Linked DNA regions of Sus scrofa: region 2 is linked to region 1. The links are chromatin contacts, called in public promoter capture Hi-C maps. All regions are on one chromosome and are shown on one strand. The core of a region is the stretch at or near the end of the contact, and the rest is flanking DNA. Distances in the headings are between cores, read along the strand shown. Region 1 holds the start of NAMPT (nicotinamide phosphoribosyltransferase). Region 2 has its middle 150 kb from the start of NAMPT.

Region 1 (4,138 bases), core at 10-2,509:
CTATCTTGTAAAACCTAAATCTAAAAAAATAAAATAAAAACACAAGCAGCTGCTGATCCCAGAGACAAAGGGAATCTTGGTTTTACTCAAAAATACAACCACGTATGAGAACTGCGCAAATGGATGGTTTGCCTTTGGATGAAGTCATCCGACGTCGTTTCACTTCGTTTTTTGCTTTTTTTTTCCAAGTTGCCAACCCGTTTCCCAAGATTGAGCAATTATAATGATAAAAGTCAGTCTCGCACCTTGTCAAAGACTTGGCCCTTTGCCGTATACTTCTCAGCAATATTAGATTCAGCGAGTTCTTATCCTCTCATTATCTGTGAGGACTGAATTCAGCCCCCAACTTTGGGCGCAGGCTATTTTATCGGGGAAAGTCAAAACCTCCCCAAGAGGATCAAAGGGCTCAGCCACTGAGCCGGAGGAAAGCGAGGGCGATGCGTCAGATTATAAAGCGGCTCCTCAGCTCTTTTTATTCCTCACTTCAGCTGTTCAGATTTTAAAGAGAGGGTTAGGAGGACCAGAAGGGACTCAAGGGATGGAGGCAAAAGGTTCCATCCTTAATCCAAGCCAGAGACAAAGGTGAGTAACTGCGCGAGGGGAACGGGAAGATGAGCAGAGGGAGGCTCCTCGGCCCCCAGCCGGGTGGCGTGACTTCAGGAGGACTCTGAAAAAAGGGCCAGGACTGGGTAGGACAGGAATGTGCCAGCGGGACAGGCGAACCGGCTAATCGCAAGAGTGGCGAGCCTGGGAACGCCCCCTCCCGGCCCCGCCCCGCTGCGCGGGGCCGAGAGACGTAAGCCAGGCGGGCGCCGGGGTCACGGGCCAGGGCAGCCCCGCAGCCTCAGGCTTCCCGGGGTGGGCGTTTCCGAGAAAGAGCGCGTGCCTCACGTCCTCCCCGCCCAGCCCCGCCCCCTGCACGCTGCGCACGCGCGGCCGCGCCCCGCCCCTAGCGTCCCCGCCGGGGCGATGGGGCGGGGGCGGGGAACCGGGGTGAGGAGATCGCCGGAGTCCCCTGAGTGTGAGTGCGCTACCGCCTCCGCCGCCGCTCCGACACTGCCGCCACCCTCACCGCGTCACGGCTCCCAGGCCCGCCCTCCTCTGGCCCCTCCTCCCCGCTCCGTTTTCCCCTCCACTCCCCCTCCCCCTCCGACCGAGCGGTGACTTAAGCAACGGAGCGCGGTGAAGCCCATTTTTCTCCTTCCTCGCAGCCGCGCCGGGCAGCCCGCGGCGCGTGGCCCCCACACTCCGGCCCGAGATGAATGCTGCGGCAGAAGCCGAATTCAACATCCTCCTGGCCACCGACTCGTACAAGGTAGAGGCTCGAGGCGGGGGCAGGTGACGGAGGAAGAGAGGGCGCGTCGGGGACGAGCGCGGGGCGGGGTGTCGGGGCTGGGGTCTTGGCGCGAGGCGGCCCCAAGGGAAGGCGCGGACGGCGGTGGCGGCGGGACCGGGCAGGTGAGGCTGGCGCCGCAGTGGCGAGGAGGTGGAGGGAGGAGGGATGGAGGGATGGACGGCAGGAGGCGGGGCCTGGGGGTGCGTGGTCGGAGGTGCGCGGCTAGGGGCTGAGGCTGGCCCGGGCCGGTGCCGCGCGCCCGCCGCCGGGGGCTCGTGCGGGTTTGCGGGCGGCGGGCAGGCTGGGGCGTCACCGGCTGAGCGCACGCCTTCCCCAGGAGCGCGGCCTTTTGGCCCCGGGCCGGGGAGGGCAGGGCCGGCCTGGGCGAGGGCTCGCTGGAGGAGCCGGGTCAGTTAGGTAACGGCCCCTAGGGTTCTGCCGTAGAGACCGGGAACGAGGTTTGAGAAGTGGGGTTTCCCCCGCTGAGGTGTGTCGTGTGAGCCCACCCCCTAAGTGGGAAGGTACGTCCCTTTCCAAGGAAGGGGTGGGCCAGGTTCTTCAGGGGTGCGGGAGCAGCCAGCCACGTTCCTCTGCCTGTGGCTCGGGCGCAGAGGACACTTAGCTATCAGTCTCTGGTCACCCTGATGGATTCCCCCTTCCCACTCCTCTGGGCTCCGTTTCAAACTTCTTTGCTGCTGGTAATCACTCATGCTTCGTATATCCCCTGTTGCGAAAGCCAATCTGCCATTATCCCATTAGGACCACTGCAGGATTTCTGTGAAAAAGAAAGTGAAACACAAGTAGTTAAATGAACTGTAGTTAACCCTAGAGAACTTGTTGAGGGAAAAGCGGCACAACCTTGTGTTACTAAACCTATTGGACCCTTGCACGTATAGCTACCTCGTTTTATTTGAAGCTCATGTACATTAGTAAAAAGGGAAGAGTGATTAGAGACAAATCCGGCAAATGGTTTTTCCCCTAGTATCCAAATTATATGAAGTAAACTGGACTATACTTTGCTGAGAAATTTTGTTAGTCAGGACACCTAAAAGATGAGCTGTCAGCTTGGAAACCCCACTTTCGTAAAATAAATTTTAGTTTTTACTGTGAACAGCACGAGAGTTCAGAATATAGTGATTAAAGCATGACGTTTTTAGTTTGGGGTTTTGTGATTTTGTTGCTTTGGGTTTTTGGGTTTTTTTTTTTTTAATTCCAATAAAGTATTTTGGAGAATCCCATTTTACTTAAGTTTTATATTGTTTTCTTTCCAGCTGATTTAATATTCTACTTGTGATAATTTAGATGGATTAGAACCAAGTTTCTTTAACAAGTGGTCTTTTAAATGGACTTTTGAAGTGGAATTCTACACAATTGCCAGGAGATCATAGAGGTTTACTTATGCTCTTTTTGTCACTTAGTTCATTCATAGTATTTTGAGTATTTTTAGAATGGTCTCATTCATAGTTTTCCAGGACCTCATTAACTAAATCTTTAAAATCATTTTCAAATTTTTTAATGTAGTAACTTATGATTTTGCTGAAAACGGGAAATGTAAACTGAGATTGGTTGGTCCAACTTTTAAAAACAAAGCAGAGTGCAAGCTTTTTTAGTTTGTAGTCCCTCTAGCGTGAAGTTTTCTATTCTGCTAGCAAGGCATACTTACCTGCACTATTAGAATTTTCTTTTTTTTCTTCTTTTTTTTTCTTTTTAGGGCCTCATCCATGGCGTATGGAGGTTCCCAGGCTAGGGGTCCAGTCAAGCTACAGCTGCTAACCTACACCACAGCCACAGCAATATCACATCCGAACCGCGTCGGTGACCTACACCACAGCTCACACAATGCCAGATCCTTAACCCGCTGAGTGAGGCCAGGGATGCAACCCACAGCCTCATGGTTCCTAGTCAGATTCATTTCTGCTGCACCATGACGGGAACTCCAGAATTTACATCTTTTTAATAAAGTTTATTCCTGTCCATTTTCAGTTCACATTGGTGTGTTTGTCCCCTTTCTACTTCAGAACCTTTTTAGGACATTTTTACCTTAATAAGAAATTTCATAACCCCCTCCCCAAATTTCCTCAGGAGGATTTGTTCAGGTTGATATGTCTTATACCAGTGGCTTAGAGCAGTACAGTAAGATAGATTGTGTATTTCATGCTCACAATTTAGTCTTTACGTTTCATTTTCCTTACATTTTTAGTGGTCCTTATAGCCTATTTATCATTTTTGCCTTTTTATCTTCTTAGATGAAGAAGGGACAGAAATGGTAATCTTGAGTCTAGAAGGAGTGAAATTACTTTTATTTGTACATTACATGAGAATGTTACATATATGTCCTTATCAGTACTTATAAACTATTGGCCAATTAAAATAGGGAGCCAGTAGCTTTAGATATGTACCTGGAAGAGAGCAGAATATTGTTGATTTCTTTTTTCTAGAACTGAAGAAAGGATCATTGGCTGTCTAGGCACCAAGAATGGTGTTTTGCAAATAGGTGGAATAGTGTCCAAGCACATGACTACATGTTGGGATTTCGTTTTCACCTGTATCCTTTCCAGAAGGTTTAGGACAATTTGAACCAAAATATATATTCATTTCTGTAATTTCATACTTTATTATGCATTTTGATGAACTAGAAAATAGGTAAATGTAGTTGTTCTGTTTTCATCCTGGGTTCTTAATACAAATTTTAAAAACAGATACAATCCTAAGAGGTAATCATTTATATTTTCAGAATGATTTAAAGCAAAATTATCTACTGGGTTTTATTTACATTGTGCTAAGCCAGCTAGAGAAAGGTGG
Region 2 (3,887 bases), core at 945-3,444, 150 kb before region 1:
TCCCAGATTTGACTATTGGGAACCCCTTGGATTTGGCCAACGTGTCCTTCTGACCTGTCCCAATCATATTTGGAACATCTCCTCACTTTCTAGCATCACAAGATATTACAGGCTCATCTCTCGTACTTTCTCTGTCCAGATCTGGAATCTGACATTTCTCCAAGGGTTGTTATTGTTATTGTTGTTATTGTTTTAGTAAGAGAATGATCACTGAATGTGCTACTGGTACTAACTAGAGTGTCATTGCTTCTACTCCCTTGCAGCAGACAGAGCAAGGAATACAGATACATATACACACATCTTTCCATTTCTATACCCATCTACCTGCAGATATTCATATTTATATTTATGAGATCTACATGGATTTAGAGAGCTCATATTGCTCATATCCCCAATTCTAATCCCACAGAACAGTTTCTTTTACTCTTCTGCTTATTCTTAGTCACACTCTTTCTACTAAACTAAGAAACTTGGCTTTCATTATTCATACTATTTGACTTGTTTGCTCAATCCTAGGATACTCATAGCAGCTTCAGAATTGCTAATCTGTACTTACAAACTCAGGGAAAAGCAAAATTATGAACTAGAATATGCAATATCTGTGCAAAATTCTTATATATTTTAGCCTTGCAAAATATAGCCAAAGTACTGTTTCCCAGAGTTAAGTTAGTTCCTTTTTTTCCCCACCCCTTCATTTTTTACTTTTTAATTTTTATTTTGAAAAAAAATGTCAAACTTAGAAAAAAATTGCAAAAATAAAATCAAAGAATTCTTGTATCTTCCTTAAATAACCACATTATAGGAAATTATGTTATTCATTTGTAAGAGAGTTAGTTTTTCCCTTGTTGCTATTCATATTTTATTTGGGGTTCCCTCACGCCATTTGATTAGATTTTCATTTTTATCTTAATTACTGATTTTTTTTTTGCATGTGGAGCATTATTATGATTCTGAAAGTTGGAACTTTACAGAAAAGCATACTCAGAGGCATCTCACCCCCTCAGCCCATACACTGTACTTCTGTTCCTGCATTTTATTTACTCTGTTCCCATCTACTCTCTCTAGGTAACTGATCCTGGCTTTGGGTTTATTCTTCCTGTGTATTTTTGCCTATGCAAACAAATATGTGTATATATTCTCATGTCTCCTTCTCTCCAACATCAGAGGTAGCATACTAGTATAGACACCCTTGCACTTAACCTTGTTCCACTTAACAATATATCTGGGAACTCTCTCCATATCAATTCACTGAGACCCCCTGCATTTATTTATACAGCTGCATGGGATTCCACCGTGTGTATGTATCTTATATGTTCCACTAATCTCCCATGGTTGGGCATTTAGGTTGGTTTCAGCATTATGTAATTAAAAATAACACTGAGATGAATGAACTTGTACAGATGTATTTTTCTGTCCTTGGGAATGGATCCTCAGGGTAAATTCCTAGAAGTAGGCTTTGTGGGTCAAATACAAGTGTACATTGTCTTCTATTGCACCAAATTGTCTTCCACATAGGTTGTACCACCTTGCTACCATTAATGTATAAGAACTTGTTTCCCAACAGACTTTATGGTCATGCTTTTTAAATTTTTATTAATTTGATAGGTTAGAAATAGTATACCATTTGTGGAATATACCGTAGTATTTTAAGTTACACCTCTCAGTAATGAGAGTTTGGACAGCTATTAATATGTTTAAAGGAGTATATACATATGTTTTGTGAATCATTTGTGTCTTTTGCTCATTTTTCTATCAGGTTTTTGGTCCTTTGCCCCTCAATGTGTAGGAAGTTTTTAAAATATTAGAACTATTAACTCTTTGTCTGTGAAATATGTTACAGAGTCTTCCTTTTGAATTTTATGCTACATGCATGTAACACTGAAAAAAAATCTTAAGTTCACAGGAACATGCTTGATAGTGACTGAACAGAAAAGAAGAAAATGTGGCTAGTCGCAGGTTGGGAGTAATTTGAACTCTGTTGGTCCTCAGGATTTTGATTTGCCTTTCTCTCGGGAGCCCTACAAGTGAAGCGACGGTGTGTGCCTGCCAGGAGACAGGGTGAACAGCCAGGTCTGAGCAACTGAAGGTGAGTCCTGACCGCCTCTCCTGTCCCTTTTGGTACATGTGCTTGGGCAGTGTCCCAGTTCCAGGAAATCACTGGGGAATTACACGCATGACTTCTTTTCCTTCCTCGTGGCCACCACATGCTCCAGCAAAAATTGCAAGACTGCTGCTCTTAGAGGCTTGTCAGAGCCTCTCTTCTAAATATAAAAGCAGAGACACTAAAAATAAACAGTGGTGAATGTGAGTTTCATAGGTTCCTGAAATGTCAGGACACCCAGGGAATAAACTTATCTCAAGGAGCCAGGAAGGAGCAGGTGGTGATCCACTTCTGACCTGGATTTTGCAGATGAGGGGAGCCACTTGCTGAGGGTTGCTGAGTAGCTGGACTGTCTTAATTCTTTCTTAAGTTGTGCTGAGGGCAGGACAGCTGGGAATGAGTTGTTTCCTTGTCTAATATTTCTGTGGCAAGATCCTTAAGTACACATAGTCCTCAGGAAAAGAACCAGGGCTGAGGGACTGCAGTGACGAATCTAAATTATTGGAGGATGAGCAAGGCATTTGAACAGCTTAGAGCACATAGAATCACCTGTCAACCAGGAGAGATATGTGCCTGGCACAGTGTCTGTTCCACCAGTGTGTGATTAATACAGGTTTTTTTTTTTTCACGTTCTTTTTTAAAATACTATTTTCTATCATGGTCATCCAGGAAATTGGATATAGTTCCCTGTGCTACACAATAGGATCTCACCAACCATCCATTCTAAATGTAATAGTTTGCATCTACTAACCCCAAACTCCCCATTCATCCCACTCCCTCCCCCCTCCCCCTTGGCAACCACAAGTCTGTTCTCTATGTCTGTGAATCTGTTTCTGCTTGTAGATAGATCCATTTGTGCCATATTTTAGACTCCGCATATAATCAATAACATATGGTATTTGTCCTTTTCTTTCTGACTTACTTCACTTAGTATGAGAATCTCTGGTTACATCCATGTTGCTGCAAATGGCATTATTTCATTCTTTTTATGGTTGAGTAGTATTCCATTGTGTATATGTATATTCCACATCTTCTGAATCCATTCATCTGTCAATGGACATTCAGGTTGTTTCCATGTCTTGGCTATTGTGAATAGTGCTGCCATGAACATATAGGTGCATGTATCTTTTTGAATTATAGTTTTATCTGGATATATGCCCAAGAGTGGGATTGCTGGATCATATGGTAGTTCTATATTTAGTTTTCTGAGGAACTTCCATACTCTTTTCTATATTGGCTGTACCAATTTACATTCCCACCAACAGCAGAGGAGGGTTCCCTTTTCTCCACACCCTCTCCAGCATTCGTTATTTGTAGACGTTCTAATGATGGCCATTCTGACCTGTGTGAAGTGGTACCTCACTGTAATTTTGATTTGCATTGCTCTAATAACTAGTGATGTTGAGCGTCTTTTCATGTGTCTACTGGCCAACTGTATGTCTTCTTTGGAGAAATGTCTATTTAGGTCTTCCGCCCATTTTTCTATTGGGTTATTTGTTGTTGTTGTTGTTGTTGTTCAGTTTTATAAGTTGTTAATATGTGCCATCTTATATGACTATTAGGGATCTCAAGGCTGTGAGCGTTCAGGTAAGAAAGGCAAGGCAAAGAATGAAGGGTAGCTATACCCCTAGACAGATACTCTGAGGTAGGCCACTGGGTGAGACTTAGGAAAGGCTCTTCCAATACACAAAATACAGGTGAAATACACAAAATACACAAAATACAGGTGCAAAATACTGGTGACAATAGCAGCAGATAATCCAAGACACACCTGGACCACATGGTC

What was found. Promoter capture Hi-C pulls out the DNA fragments that hold promoters and counts their contacts.
Region 2: a promoter capture Hi-C map of liver shows a contact between it and region 1, with 6 times the contacts expected there. The contact joins the enhancer-like site here to the promoter of NAMPT in region 1. A contact is called at or near these places in 3 of 5 promoter capture datasets (fetal liver, liver and skeletal muscle), 9 of 47 Hi-C or Micro-C datasets (fetal heart ventricle, liver, psoas muscle and 1 more) and 1 of 2 datasets of contacts at active chromatin or transcription factors (skeletal muscle).

What each region holds. Positions count from the first base shown.
Region 1 is chr9:106,158,962-106,163,099 of Sscrofa11.1, reverse strand. It overlaps NAMPT (nicotinamide phosphoribosyltransferase), which reads left to right and starts at 1,259. Exons shown (of 11, transcript NM_001031793.2): 1 at 1,259-1,315. The coding sequence starts at 1,259.
Region 2 is chr9:106,305,403-106,309,289 of Sscrofa11.1, reverse strand. No RefSeq gene overlaps it. Among named protein-coding and RNA genes, the nearest start is that of NAMPT, 150 kb to the right of the region's middle. Within about 2 kb of position 2,194, at least 8 of the 83 cell types and tissues checked have an H3K27ac peak or open chromatin away from gene starts, as enhancers often do. A contact at or near this core is called in fetal liver, liver and skeletal muscle, where this site is marked.